Linked DNA regions of Salvelinus alpinus: region 2 is linked to region 1. A link is a contact called in public Hi-C data. All regions are on one chromosome and are shown on one strand. The core of a region is the stretch at or near the end of the contact, and the rest is flanking DNA. Distances in the headings are between cores, read along the strand shown.

Region 1 (7,374 bases), core at 3,531-6,030:
CTTCAACATGAAGATATGCTTTTAACATTTAAAGTAACTCCAGATCAGTCGTTTTTGTTGCTCTTGAGAACACTATCATAATTTTATCTCTCGAAGACGTGAGCATGTGAATAGTTGCTTGTGTAAAGCAAGTGAAAGTTCATGCAACAGGTTCCTTCTGCTTAATAGCTGAGCTGCCATGAATGTATAACCTATTGCAGTGTGATAGTGCCATCTGTTGGTGTCTTATAGAATTGCACAACCTTGAGTCTTGCATGCCATTACTGCCCATCAAAGCCTGGAACTCACCAGGGAAACCAGAGGGGTCATGTAGAGCCAGAAGAGCTTGAAGATGGGGTTAGGCCTCATTCCTATCGTGTCCTCTATCACACCATACACTCTGCACCTGGTGGGTTAGATTGGGTAGAGACAGACATGTTAATGTGTCCGAGTGGCGCAGCAGTCTAAGGCACTGCATCTCAGCGCAAGAGGTGTCACTACAGTCCCTGGTTTGATTCCAGGCTGTATCACATTTGGCCGTGATTGGGAGTCCCGTAGGGCGGCACGCAATTGGCCCAGCATTGGCCGGGGTAGGCCGTCATTGTAAATAAGAATTTGTTCTTTACTGACTTACCTAGTTAAATTAAATAAATATCTAGATGTTGGCATGTTGCATTGATATCAGGTTTATCATCTCAATAAGACTGATACTGGAATGATACTGGTTTGTATTTATATAGGATTCTATGGCACCACAGTGTTTATATGTATATGTTATATATCTTTTATTGGGCATGCAATCATTGACAGAAATATATTCCAGTTTAGTTCACAAGCGTTTCGCTACACCCGAAATAACATCTGCTAAACACGTGTATGTGACCAATATAATTTGATCAGCCTCGCCAAATATCCATTCCATGGCCCCGAACACAGAGAGGAAGAGCAGGCAGGTTCCGTTACAGGCATAGTAGTCAAACAGCTGGAACACATACATCCCACCATGGGGACAGGAGAAGAGAGTTTTGAGTAGACCACAGCTACACACACACACACACATGGTGAGAGAGAGACACAGCGAGAGGGGTGAGAGACAGCAGCACCTGACACTGCCCACCTCCACTATACCCCCCCAGATGACCAGCACATGCAGCCTAGAGAAACAGACTGGTAGAGATTGTACACAAACAAACATGGTCTTTAATGTTGTGGCCAACTGGAAGATCAAGCTATGTTGAATCCGTAAACTTACTCCCAGAATTCAGTGGCTGCAAAGGCTGAGTTCATCTGTCTGGTTTGAGAGTGGAAGTCAACACAGGCTTCTAATCAGGTAGAGAGAACATAATGTATGATACTGTACAATACACAGTACAATACATGCGTTTAAATGGTCTAAGTTCCTCATTTGTTCAGCTGATCATCATTTGAATAACCAGTGCACCTTCTCCTTCATGGACTCACCTCCACCATTTTTGTAGCAGAGGTAGGGGAACTTCCACATGTTACCTAGGCCCATCACCTTCACCAACATTTCCTTCTGACCCAGGTCGTCATCCTTTCTTTTTCTTTTGTCCCGTCTCTCCCATATGTCTGTCCGTCCATTGTGTTCTGAACGCTGGTATCTATTCCAAGTTCAGCCAGCATGACTGAAGCAGCATGAGTCTGAAATGTACTCATTGACTCAGACAGACACATTCCAACTGCTACCGTTGAGTTTGGACAACTACAATCCTTCAATAAGTTACTGAGTCCTGAAAGGACCCTACTCAAAGACATGGGCTCTAGAGTACATCAATAAGTTAGCATGATGACAATTTACAAATCGGGAGGAATTGCATTCCATCTTCTTGCACTCATAAAGTTGTTTATTTAATTTAAATCAAAGGGGCTTTTGCTTTGTCTCAACGATTAACACCTGTCTTCTCTTTATATCTATGTCCACAGTTCCCAAGACACGATCCAGCTTCTGGAGGGCCAGAATCTTAACAGTAATTGGCTGTCTATTGTTTCTGACTGTTGTTCTGTTGTGGAAGAGAGGAGCCGCAGTCAGAGAGACCTCCACTCTGACTCCCAAGTCTGACCACGGCATGATCCAGTCCTCATAGCAGGTACTGTCTCAACGTCAACAGTGAAGAGGCAACTCCGGGATGTTGAAAAGAAAAAGCCATATCTCAGACTGGCCAATAAAAAGAAAATATTAAGATGGGCAAAAGACAGACACTGGACAATGGAACTCGCTGTTGATGTTGAGACTGGTGTTTTGCGTGTACTATTTAATGAAGCTGCCAGTTGAGGACTTGTGAGGTATCTGTTTCTCAAACTAGACACTCTAATGTACTTGTCCTCTTGCTCAGTTGTGCACCGGGGCCTCCCACTCCTCTTTCTTTTCTGGTTAGAGCCAGTTTGCGCTGTTCTGTGAAGAGAGTAGTACACAACGTTGTACAAAGAAGGCCAGTTTTATTGCTTCTTTCATCAGAACGACAGTTTTCAGCTGTGCTAACATAATTGCAAAAGGGTTTTCTAATGATCAATTAGCCTTTTTAAGCGATAAACTTGGATTAGCTAACACAACGTGCCATTGGAACACAGGAGTGATGTTTGCTGATAACGGGTCTCTGTACGCCTATGTAGATATTCCATAAAATATCTCCCATTTCCAGCTACAATAGTCATTTACAACATTAACAATGTCTACATTGTATTTCTGATCAATTTGATGTCATTTTATTGGACACAAAATGTGTTTTTCTTTCAAAAACAAGGACATTTCTAAGTGATAAAGATCTCATTCCATAGCATGATTAGTGTCTGTGTGTCTGACTGGAAGGTACCAGGGAGAGAATGGCTCGGGGCCAGACCCTGGTCTCTACACAATGAGGACAGTATTTACAGCTGATACTGTTTGCTATGAATTATTTGTAACCTTGTGACCCATTCCCTACATCTGTTGTTTGGCATGAACATCCAGGAGGATGGACTTTGCTATAAAATTCTGTGGCTCAAATCCGCTCGTTGAGTTCTCAGTGATCACCTCCAGGTGTGATTACCGACCAGCTCCATTACTGCAGTAATTAAATAATAAAGTTGACTTGTTTTGAAGAAATGTAAAAGTCTCTCCTTTTTTATTACAATAATTTCACTACACCGGTCAACATTCACAAGGCCGCAGGGCCAGACGGATTACCAGGATGTGTACTCCGAGCATGCATTGACTAACTGGCAAGTGTCTTCACTGACATTTTCAACCTCTCCCTGTCCGAGTCTGTAATACCAACATGTTTCAAGCAGACCACCATAGTCCCTGTGCCCAAGAACACTAAGGAAACCTGCCTAAATGACTACCGACCCATAGCACTCACGTCTGTAGCCATGAAGTGCCTTGAAAGGGTGGTCATGGCTCACATCAACACCATTATCACAGAAACCCTAGACCCACTCCAATTTGCGTACCACCCCAACAGATCCACAAATGATGCAATCTCTATTTCACTCCACACTGCCCTTTCACACCTGGAGAAAAATAACACCTATGTGAGAATGCTATTCATTGACTACAGCTCAGCGTTCAACACCATAGTGCCCTCAAAGATCGACAGTAAGCGTAGGACCCTGGGACTAAACACCCAGTTCATCACTGGGGACAAGCTTCCTGCCGTCCACGACCTCCTCACCAGGTGGTGTCAGTGGAAGGCCCAAAACATTGTCAACGACTCCAGCCACCCTAGTCATAGACTGTTCTCTCTGCTACCGCATGGCAAGTGGTAGGGGAACACCAAGTCTAGGTCCAAAAGGCTTCTTAACAGCTTCTACCCCCAAGCCATGAAACTCCTGAACATCTAATCAAATGCCCCCCCCCCCACCACCACCACCTTCTGTGCTGTTGCTACTCTGTTATTATCTATGTATAGTCACTTTAATAACTGTACCTACATGTACATAGTACCTCGATTAACCGGTGCCCACACACCTGCAGGACGCTGACTATCTGTCTCTGGGAACAGGATTTCTACAGCCATAGCAACCGGGTGGAGATGCGTCAGCGTTCCATATACCTCCACCGGCTGCAGCCTGGGCAGCCAGCCTTCCCTGTAGCAAGAGGTACAGTTAAAACACATTGTGGGTGATATGAATGAGATTTGTGTTCATGGTTCTCACTGTCTACCTGTCATCCACAGAGGACACTCCTACCTGTTTGCAGAGACAATCTCCTGCGCAGGCTGACCCAGAGTCAGCAGTACCCTCTACTGCTCACCCTCGGGTACTTCTGCACCTACCCACCCAAACCACAAGGTACGGAGGCCTAGCTATATTCATCCTTGTGTAGATTGTAGAACTAACATTTGAGTCAGATATATTGATTAAGTTATTTGTAATCTTTCAAAAACCTTGAAATATGGTAGGCCTATGTTCAAACGTCTGCAAGCTTCAACATGAGTGTGGTATCCATTTGAGAAAGTCTCTGTTACTCTTTATAATAACTGTGAGCGGACCAAGTCATTTGGTGTCACTTTAAAGTGGAAAGGTGGAATAAACTAGTCAGGAGTAGGTTTTCTTGATTGAACACAGTTCTCTATTGAGAGATTTCTGACAATACAAACACTCCAACACAGTCAGTGAGAATCTCCCAAGGAACAGCATACATCTTCTTCTTTAGATGAAACAGGAACACAAGACGATTACCTCTAAACTATAATAACAACCACAGATTTGTCACCGTCTTAATGGATCTTCTTCGATCGCTCCCCTCTCTTGGTAGCCATTCTACAGAGATCGTTTGTCTTCCCCCCTCTGCTGGTTCCATCCTCTCTCTTATAGGGGAAAGAGAATCAGTCATTAGTACCGTCAGCTGTGCTTAATTGCCTCTGGTTACCTTGTCTCACATGCCTTGTTGGGCTACTATCCGTGAGCCCAGCCTGCCCTCTGGTGGTCCTTCCACATAACTTTATCTTTGAATAATCCAAATAAATCTTTATAAATGCTGTTTCTCAGGGAAATGTAGTCACAGGGGGTGTACTGGACAGCAGTTGCCACCAGGGGTTCAAGGGGGATATCAATAAGGACAGCACCTCCCCACTATTCTCCCCCCATCCCTACCTCCATGTGGAGGTTGCCCGCCTCGCTACCACGGCAACCCTTACTGTGCTCGGAGAGACCTCCGAGACAGTGTGCATTACATTACCTTCCTCGGGTGGGTTTATGTAGCGTTCATTATGATGTTAAATGCACTTTTTTTAAATGCAATTTGATATGATTACATTTGAATTTGATCTATAGACAATCCAATATACATTTGTGCTGATATACTGAACATGGTACAAATACAGTACTTATCACATAATGTGTTGAATCCACTCGTGTCACAATGTTTCCTTCTGTTGGCTGTACTATCCTGAGGGCAGACTGTTTCCTTCCGTTGGCTGTACTCTCCTGAGGGCAGACTGTTTCCTTCTGTTGGCTGTACTATCCTGAGGGCAGACTGTTTCCTTCTGTTGGCTGTACTATCCTGAGGGCAGACTGTTTCCTTCTGTTGGCTGTACTCTCCCGAGGGCAGACTGTTTCCTTCTGTTGGCTGTACTCTCCCGAGGGCAGACTGTTTCCTTCTGTTGGCTGTACTCTCCCGAGGGCAGACTGTTTCCTTCTGTTGGCTGTACTCTCCCGAGGGCAGACTGTTTCCTTCTGTTGGCTGTACTCTCCCGAGGGCAGACTGTTTCCTTCTGTTGGCTGTACTCTCCCGAGGGCAGACTGTTTCCTTCTGTTGGCTGTACTCTCCTGAGTGCAGACTGTTCAGTGTGAAGCAGCCTCCAGCGCTGGTGTTTGTTATGGACTCCACAGGCAGCATGTTTGAGGAGATCACCACTGCCCGCCTCCGTGCCCACTTCATCATCCAGACCCGCGCCAACACCCCCGAGCAGTCTGGCACCTTCCTGCTGGTGCCCTTCTATGACCCAGGTGAGGGGAGAGGGCATGACCGGGTTAGGGGTCAGGGTTAGGGTCAGGGCCAAGCCCCTGTGCCGAAAGTGTGTTACAGGCAAAACTCCTTTCTTCAGTTTATTTAATGTACACATACTAATCACCTTGCCCATCCCTCTATATGTCATCATTTCCTGTGTAGTATCCCTGATATCACATCCTGTCCCCTTCTCCCCCAGGATCCTGACATGTCTCCCCCATCTTGTTCCACCATGCGAGTAGAGCACACCTGCCCAGGCCAGATGGACTGTCTCTCTGGCTGTCTCTCGAGCCTGGCTTCCCTCCAGCTCTCCGGGGTCAGGGCGTTCTCACCCTGCTCCGCAGCCCCACAGACCCCCCCAGGGGACAGCCTAGAGGAGAACCAGCCCACCCCCAACCACAACCAGAGAGACAGGGAGCAGACAAGCCTAGCACAGGGAGAGAATGGCCATGCTGAACTGAGACCCAGGCTGGTACAAGGTAACCCTGCTCTGAATGTGGCCCAGTGGACAGGTGGATTGCCCTGTGGGTGAGGTACACCTCCCCCTGCTGCGAGACAGGGCTGGCAATGTGAGGCGCTGCCATCTGACATCCAGCCAGCAGAGGGGTATGTGGGAGAGGAGTGGAGTGTTAAACAGGGCTGTAGAGAAGCCACTGCAAAGTTACTTCCTGTTTCCATTGTTGTTGAGTTTGATTTGGACTGTTCCACTGTAGGTTGATGTGGGAATATTTCTCTATGTCAAATAAGCTTAAAGATGTTCTGTAACCAAAAGGCTTCTGTTTTTATGGGCCACTTGAAGAATACTTTAGACTTCAATTCCTCACTTGAAAATACACTGTAACTGGAAACCCGACACTGGAAAGCAGACAATGATTAATTAAGTTGTGTTTTTTTACATTTACATTTACATTTAAGTCATTTAGCAGACGCTCTTATCCAGAGCGACTTACAAATTGGTGCATTCACCTTATGATATCCAGTGGAACAACCACTTTACAATAGTGCATCTAACTCTTTTAAGAGGGGGGGGGGTTAGAAGGATTACTTTATCCTATCCTAGGTATTCCTTAAAGAGGTGGGGTTTCAGGTGTCTCCGGAAGGTGGTGATTGACTCCGCTGACCTGGCGTCGTGAGGGAGTTTGTTCCACCATTGGGGTGCCAGAGCAGCGAACAGTTTTGACTGGGCTGAGCGGGAACTGTACTTCCTCAGAGGTAGGGAGGCGAGCAGGCCAGAGGTGGATGAACGCAGTGCCCTTGTTTGGGTGTAGGGCCTGATCAGAGCCTGAAGGTACGGAGGTGCCGTTCCCCTCACAGCTCCGTAGGCAAGCACCATGGTCTTGTAGCGGATGCGAGCTTCAACTGGAAGCCAGTGGAGAGAGCGGAGGAGCGGGGTGACGTGAGAGAACTTGGGAAAGTTGAACACCAGACGGGCTGCGGCGTTCTGG
Region 2 (7,374 bases), core at 3,013-5,512, 180 kb before region 1:
CATTGACTAAAATACAGTAGAATAGAATACAGTATATACATATCAAATGAGTAAAACCGTATGTAAACATGAATAAAGTGACTAGTGTTCCATTATTAAAGTGACCAGTGATTCCATGTCTATGTATACAGGGCTGCAGCCTCTAAGGTGCAGGGTTAAGTAACCAGGTGGTAGCCGGGTAGTGATGGCTATTTAACAGTCTGATGGACTTGAGATAGAAGATGTTTTTCAGTCTCTCTGTCCCAGCTTTGATACACCTGTACTGACCTCGCCTTCTGGATGGTAGCTGGGTGAACAGGCTGTGGCTTGGGTGGTTGATGTCTTTGATGATCTTTTTGGCCTTTTTGGCTGTAGGTGTCCTGGAGGGCAGGTAGTTTGCCCCCGGTGATGCATTAGCAAGACCTCACCACCCTCTGGAGAGCCTTGCGGTGCAGTTGCCATACCAGGCAGTGATACAGCCCAACAGGATGCTCTCAATTGTGCATCTGTAAAAGTTTGTGAGGGTCTTAGCCAAATTTCTTCTGCCTCCTGGGGTTGAAGACGCGCTGTTGCGCCTTCTTCACCACACTGTCTGTGTGGGTGGACCATTTCAGATTGCCAGTGATGTGTACGCAGAGGAACTTAAAGCTTTTCACCTTCTCCACTGGTCCTGTCGATGTGGATAGGGGTGTGCTCCCTCTACTGTTTCCTGAAGTCCACGATCAGCTCCTTCATTTTGTTGACGTTGAGGGAGAGGTTATTTTCCTGGCACCACTCCGCCAGGACCCTCACCTCCTCCCTGTAGGCTTTCTCGTCATTGTTGGTAATCAGGCCTACTACTGTTGTATAGTTTGCAAACTTGATAATTGAGTTGGAGGCATGCGTGGCCACGCGGTCATGGGTGAACAGGGAGTACAGGAGGTGGCTGAGCATGCACCTTTGTGTGGCCCCTGTGTTGAAGATCAGCGAAGTGGAGGTGTTGTTTCCTACCTTCGCCACCTGGGAGCGGCCGTCAGGAAGTCCAGGACCCTGTTGCACAGAGCGAGGTTCAGACCCCCGAACTTAAGTTGTGTCCGTACACCCCTCACACTGACCTACACTGGAACAGTTCAAATCAAACTCTGCAATAACATAAACCGGATGTAGCTTGGCAGCCTAGTCTCTCCAGCCCATAGAGTTAGTTAGAGGGCTCATTATGGATATAACCAGTTTTTTGCATTGCCATTGAGGGCTTCTACCAGTTTGATTTTGACTTCTGATATTTGGCAGTGTGGTAAACAGTACAGTAAGTAAGCATTTCACTGTAAGTCTACACCTGTTGTTTACAAAGCATGTGACAAATAAAATGTAATGTTTTAATTTGAGTAGTTTCTCATTGCATGGGGCGATGTGTCTAATTTGTCCTGATAGTGGCACAGTGGGCCAAAAGCTGAACCCCGGCATTGCTGCTTGCAGCTATATTAATTTAGCTGTGTGTGTTCATCTCCCCATACCTCTCGGGGCAGATGCTGTGTCCTCCATGATGGCGCCAACAGAGATGGTTGCCTCGCTTCAGGTCCTTAGAAAACTATGCAGTTATTTGTTTTTGTTATGTATTATTTCCCTTTATCTTTGTCTGTATAAGGTAGTTGTTGTGAATTTGTTAGATTACTTGTTAGATTTTACTGCATAGTCGGAACTATAAGCACAAGCATTTCGCTACACTCACATTAACATCTGCTAACCATGTGTATGTGACCAATAACATTTGATTTGATTTGCATGGATGCTTCTGCTATATCACCGCCATCTAGTGGCCACAATAAACAAATTACACAAGATTTGGTTCAGGACTCCATCCCTGCAAGTGGCAGTAAATCATCAATATTAGCTTTATCTATTTTTCAAACACAAAGATGATACCAAGATGAGTCCTCTAACTAATTCTATGCTCCAGCCCTTTTTGACACTCCGCTCCCCTCCCACAGCCACTGACACAAACTTGTCAACACATACATCATGATGGCTCCTCTCAGTGACACTGCAATTTGGAAAGTATTGGGCCTTTATAATAAGGTGTGGCAGGAAGAGAAACTGCCTGGAAGTTGGAAGCAGGCGGCAGTGGTGCCAATATGGTAACCAGGGAAAGACCCTACCAGTCCTTCAAGCTATAGGCCGATAGCGTTAACATCTCATGTATGTAAACTTATGGAAAGGATGATAACGGAAAGGCTGACTTACTTCCTGGAGAGTAGAGGACTAATGTCACCAGATCAAAGTGGGTTCAGGAAAGGCAGGGGAACGATGGATCCTGCACTGTGCCTAGAGTCAGTCATACGGAAGACACAGGCAAATAAGGAGGTGGTGGTAGCCGTTTTTCTTTGATGTAGAGAAGGCTTATGATATGATGTGGAAGGAAGGCCTACTTATAAAGCTGGCTAACATGAGAGTTGGAGGAAGGGTGTTTAACTGGATAAAGGATTTTCTTTTTGAGCAATCAATACAAGTGAGGGTGGGGAACTCTATATCAGAAAGCTATGATGTGGATAATGGTACCCGCCAGGGAAGTGTCATTGGGCCTTTGGGGGGGGCAGATAGAATGGCGGTGAAAATGCTATATATTGCGCTGTTAAGGTCAGTAATGGATTATGGAAGTATAGCATATGGATCAGCCGCTCAGACATCTTTAAAAAAGCTGGATGTTATCCAGGCCCAAGCCCTAAGAATATGTTGTGGTACACTTAGGACCTCTCCGGTGGCAGCAATGCAGGTAGAGTTGGGAGAGATGCCGTTAAGAAGTTAAGAAGACAACAGCTAGCCATGACATATTGGGTAAATCTACAAGCACATAAGATTACACATCCTACAAAAAAGGTACTCCTTGAGTGCCGGGAACATGAACAAAATCTGAATACAAGCTTTGGGTGGATAGGCAATTGCATGGCGAGAGAGATGGAGTTGTTTGGGAGGGAGTTTAGCCCCTCTGTGGTTCTTCCTGCCATCCCATCTTGGTTTCTCCCTCAGCCAGGGATAGATCTATGGTTGCTTGAGAGGGTAAGAGCTGTTGAGGAAGGAGTAGATTCAGTTGTAAGTGAACGTTTAAAAACACAATACTATGCTTTCTTGACTATATCAACAGATGGATCTAAGGACCCTAAACCAGGGAGAAGAGGAGCAGCTTTTAGTGTTCCTGAGTTTAAGGTGGCAGTGACAAAAAGAGCAATGGATCATTTATCTGTTTACACAATGGAGTTGTTGGCTATACTATTGGCTGCAGAGTAGGTGGAGGTGGTAAGGCCAGACAGGGTAGTCATCTGCTCTGACTCCTGTACAGCACTGATGAGCTTAAATTCATGTGTGTCTCAGAGCAGACAGGATGTATAATATGAGGTTTAGCAGTGTTTGTATAGGGTGAAAGAGATGGGGGTATTTGTGATGTTCCTCTGGGTACCAGCTCATGTGGGAGTAGAGGGGAACGAGGAAGTGGATATTATTTCCAGGCAGGAGCAGAAGCCTAATAAGAACAGTGGGTAAAAATAAGTGGCAAGAGTTGTGGAACAGGGAGAGTAATGGAAGACATGTATAAGATCCAGGAACAGGGAGAGTAATGGAAGACACCTGTATAAGATCCAGGAACAAGGAGAGAAAGGGAAGACACCTGTATAAGATCCAGGAACAGGGAGAGTAAGGGAAGACACCTGTATAAGATCCAGGAACAGGGAGAGTAATGGAAGACACCTGTATAAGATCCAGGAACAGGGAGAGTAAGGGAAGACACCTGTATAAGATCCAGGAACAAGGAGAGAAAGGGAAGACACCTGTATAAGATCCAGGAACAGGGAGAGTAAGGGAAGACACCTGTATAAGATCCAAGAAAAGGTGGGGGCAGGGAGGTCCTCAGGCCGAGAGAGAAGGGAGGAAAGTGTAGTCACAAGACTGAGACTGGGACACACAAGGCTCAATAGTACATTGAAAGTGGTGGGGAAACATCCGACTGGGAGGTGTGATCATTGTCAGGAGCAGATGGAGACAGTGGAACATGTTGTATTTCAGTGCCAGAAATATGTGAGAGAAAGGGAGCGATTGTTGTTAGATTTGAGGAGTAATGGGGTTGAAGAGCCAGGATTAAGTGAACTTTTGGGGAAATCTTCAGGAGATGTAATATTTAATTATGTATATCGTTTCCTTAGGGAGAAGAGATTATTGGGTAGGATTTAGACCTTCCCCTGTCTCTGGTCCACACTCCAGTCCAGTTGGTGGCGGTAATACACCTTAAAGTTGGTTGCCAACCACCAAATAAAATCCACAGAAGAAGAAGAAGAAGAAGAACACATGTTATTTCACTTTCACTTCCGTGTTCATGAATACACCAACGAGAACATGTTACTGCAAATATGATAACAACAATTTTAATTTCATTCATGCAGTTTTCCATCGTAGGTGAGTTCATTATTTGAGTTGTGTTTTTGGCTTGTCTCACCAAGTTGTATCATAGTATAACAAACTGAATGCAGTTTTCCTTTGTATACATTTTTTAAAGGCTTCAATAGGCTAAACCCAGCAAACACAACCGCTACACAATATTGTCTTCACGTTGTCTATTGAAATAGGCTACAGAAACGATAACTTGAAGTGTTGTCTTCCAGCCCCTCATTCTCTTCATCGCCATTGCATCGCAACCCAAGGGACCTTGTATCCGAAAAATATCCAGTTGGTAATGATAGATGATGTCATTGTCTATTACTACAACAGCAGTGCTGAACAAGAGGCCGTAGTGCCAGAATGGTTGAACCACCCTGAGGGAATTGAATTCTGGCAGGAGGTTCATCGAAATCTGAAATTTAATCGATATGTAATGGATACGGCTGTGAGAGTAACAAGTGAACATTACAATCATTCACATGGTAAGACAAAATATGTGTGCCGAGACTGTGCAACAGAGCTGAAGGCCTAAAGGAGAATTGCATGACTATACAGAGGTTCAATAACCACAAAAACACATTTTCTTAGTTGCAGCCATTAGCCTACCTTTGTGAGCTGATACTTTTAACCAGTAGTCTATATTTGAAGTAAATGGTGCGGATTTATTATGGTCCTTTTATGTGTCATACAGATCACTTTTACCAAGCTCATGGACGCTGTGGATGGAAGTCAGACGGAACCACTGAGGCCTTTATGAGCCATGCATATGACGGCAAGGACTTTGTCAGCTTCGATGTATCGACCAGAACATGGACAGCTGCAGTTTCCCATGCTGTATTTTACAAAAGAAAAAGGGAAACAGATTTAGAAGATCTTGTTAGGCTGGTCATTCATTACGAATCTGGATGCATCCGTTGGCTGAAGAAACTGTTACAGTTTAGCGTTACATTTCGAGAACCCAAAGGTAACAACACACCAGATACTTTATTAACCGGTACATTTTGTAAAACCTCAACAAGGTGCTGCACTTACCATACCTATGTTCTCCTTTCGATTAAACAAAATCATTGACCCAGAACACAAGCTATACAGTGCCACCGGAAAGTATTCAGACCCCTTGACTTTTTCCACACTTTGTTTACGTTACAGCCTTATACTAAAATGGATGAATAAAAAATACATCCTCAGCAATCTACACACAATACCCCACAATGACAATGCGAAAACAGGTTTTAAGAAATTGCTTTTTTATTAAAAAAAATAAAACAGATATAACTTATTTACATAAGTATTCAGACCCTTTGCTATGAGACTCAAAATGGAGCGCTCTGTAGCAGGTTCTCAGACTGGGGCAAAGGTTCATCTTCCAACAGGACAACAACCCTAAGCACACAGCCAAGACAATGCAGGAGTGGCTTCATTGAAGTCTTTCAATGTTCTTGAGTGGCCCAGCCAGAACCCAGATCTCTGGAGAGACCTGAAAATAGCTGTGCAGCAACAGTCCCCATCCAACCTGACAGAGCTTGAGAGGATCTGCAGAGAAGGTATAGTAGAAACTCCCCAAATACAGGTGTGCCAAGCTTGTAGCGTCATACCAAGCTTGTAGCGTCATACCCAAGAAGACTCAAGGCTGTAATTGCTGCCAAAGGTGCTTCAACAAATTACTGAGTAAAGGGTCGGAATACTTATGTAAATGTTATATCATTTTTTGTTTTGTTTTTTTAATTAGCAAAAAATTCTAAAAACCTGCTTTTGCTTTGTCATTATGGGGTATTGTGTGTAGGTTTGATGAGGGGAAAAAAACAATTTAATACATTTTAGAATAAGGTTGTAACATAACAAAATGTGCAAAAAGTCAAGGGGTCTGAATACTTTCGGAAGGCCCTGTATATGTTCTTCGAGATGTGACATTTTGCAGACAGAATTCCTCTAGTCTAGTAAACAAACAGCACATGTATGTAATGTCAAGATGTCCCTTGCATTGGAAAGGAAGACCAAATGTGTTCATCAAAAATGTTCCTCTTAAGTCCCTGCGGTGAGTCTGTTTGAGAGATCGCCTCATGGCAACTCCGAGGTGGAGGTCACATGTCATGTGACAGGGTTCTACCCTCGGGCGGTGCAGGTGGAATGGCTGGGGGCAGAGGGGCTTCCCATGGTAGGCGGGGTGAGCAGTGGGGAGGTGCTGCCCAACGGAGACGGTTCGTACCAGCTGAGGAAGAGCCTGACTGTCCCACAGGAAGCCCAGGACACCCAGAGCTACAGCTGCCTGGTGCTCCACAGCAGTAAGGCTGAGAACATCACAGTAACCTGGGGTAAGGTACCGGTACATTTCCCAATATCATTTACAATTGAATCAGCTGGAGATATACTACAGCATGTAATATGTTCATATGTATGATATTATTTTTCCAGCTCCAAAGAAGAACCTGCCCAATGTGCTCATGGCTACAGTCATCATTGTATCTGTAGTCTTGATACTCACTGTCCTATTCACATATTTAGTATGGAGGAGAGCAGTAGGTAAGAGTACATCTTAATTCTTGCTGCACTAGGTGTTATTTCTAATCAGAGTAAAGTAAACAAGAGCTTAATGACCCCTCACACACATTTTAAAGATGTTTCCCTTTCCTGTTTATTCAGCACAAAACCCAGAGTAAGAGGATGACCAACGATGAATGAGAAAAGTCTGTATGCATTTGATGCTCTATACAACCCTAAAGTAATTTACAAAATGTTAGACTTGCTGCTTTTGTTGTTGATGCTCTCTATACAACCTTAAAGTAATTTACAAAATGTTAAAATTGCTGCTTTTGTTGTGGTTGATGTTGTTACCGAAAAAATATCTTTGTCCTGTTGTTATTTTACGAGTTGCAAGATGTAATCTAAACAACAAATAAACGTTTGAGTATATCATTGAAGGAGTGGTTAACATCAGGAAGTAACTCCATGGAGGAGGAGTTCAATTTCAACTGTCTTTTCTTTCTGTGAAGTGTG

Evidence for each region. Hi-C and Micro-C count contacts between places; a contact is called where the count stands out from the background.
Region 2: a contact with region 1 is called in a Hi-C map of liver, with 12 times the contacts expected there. The contact joins the promoter of LOC139549456 here to the promoter of LOC139549451 in region 1. A contact is called at or near these places in 2 of 3 Hi-C or Micro-C datasets (liver and muscle).

What each region holds. Positions count from the first base shown.
Region 1 is chr22:33,856,730-33,864,103 of SLU_Salpinus.1, reverse strand. LOC139549451 (sodium- and chloride-dependent GABA transporter 2-like) reads right to left here and starts at 4,780. Exons shown (of 4, transcript XM_071359976.1): 1 at 4,694-4,780; 2 at 289-385. The coding sequence starts at 348. It also overlaps the pseudogene LOC139549656.
Region 2 is chr22:34,035,957-34,043,330 of SLU_Salpinus.1, reverse strand. It overlaps LOC139549456 (major histocompatibility complex class I-related gene protein-like), which reads left to right and starts at 4,262. Exons shown (of 6, transcript XM_071359982.1): 1 at 4,262-4,398; 2 at 4,605-4,862; 3 at 5,072-5,344; 4 at 6,408-6,692; 5 at 6,793-6,900; 6 at 7,021-7,293. The coding sequence starts at 4,353. The coding sequence ends at 7,037.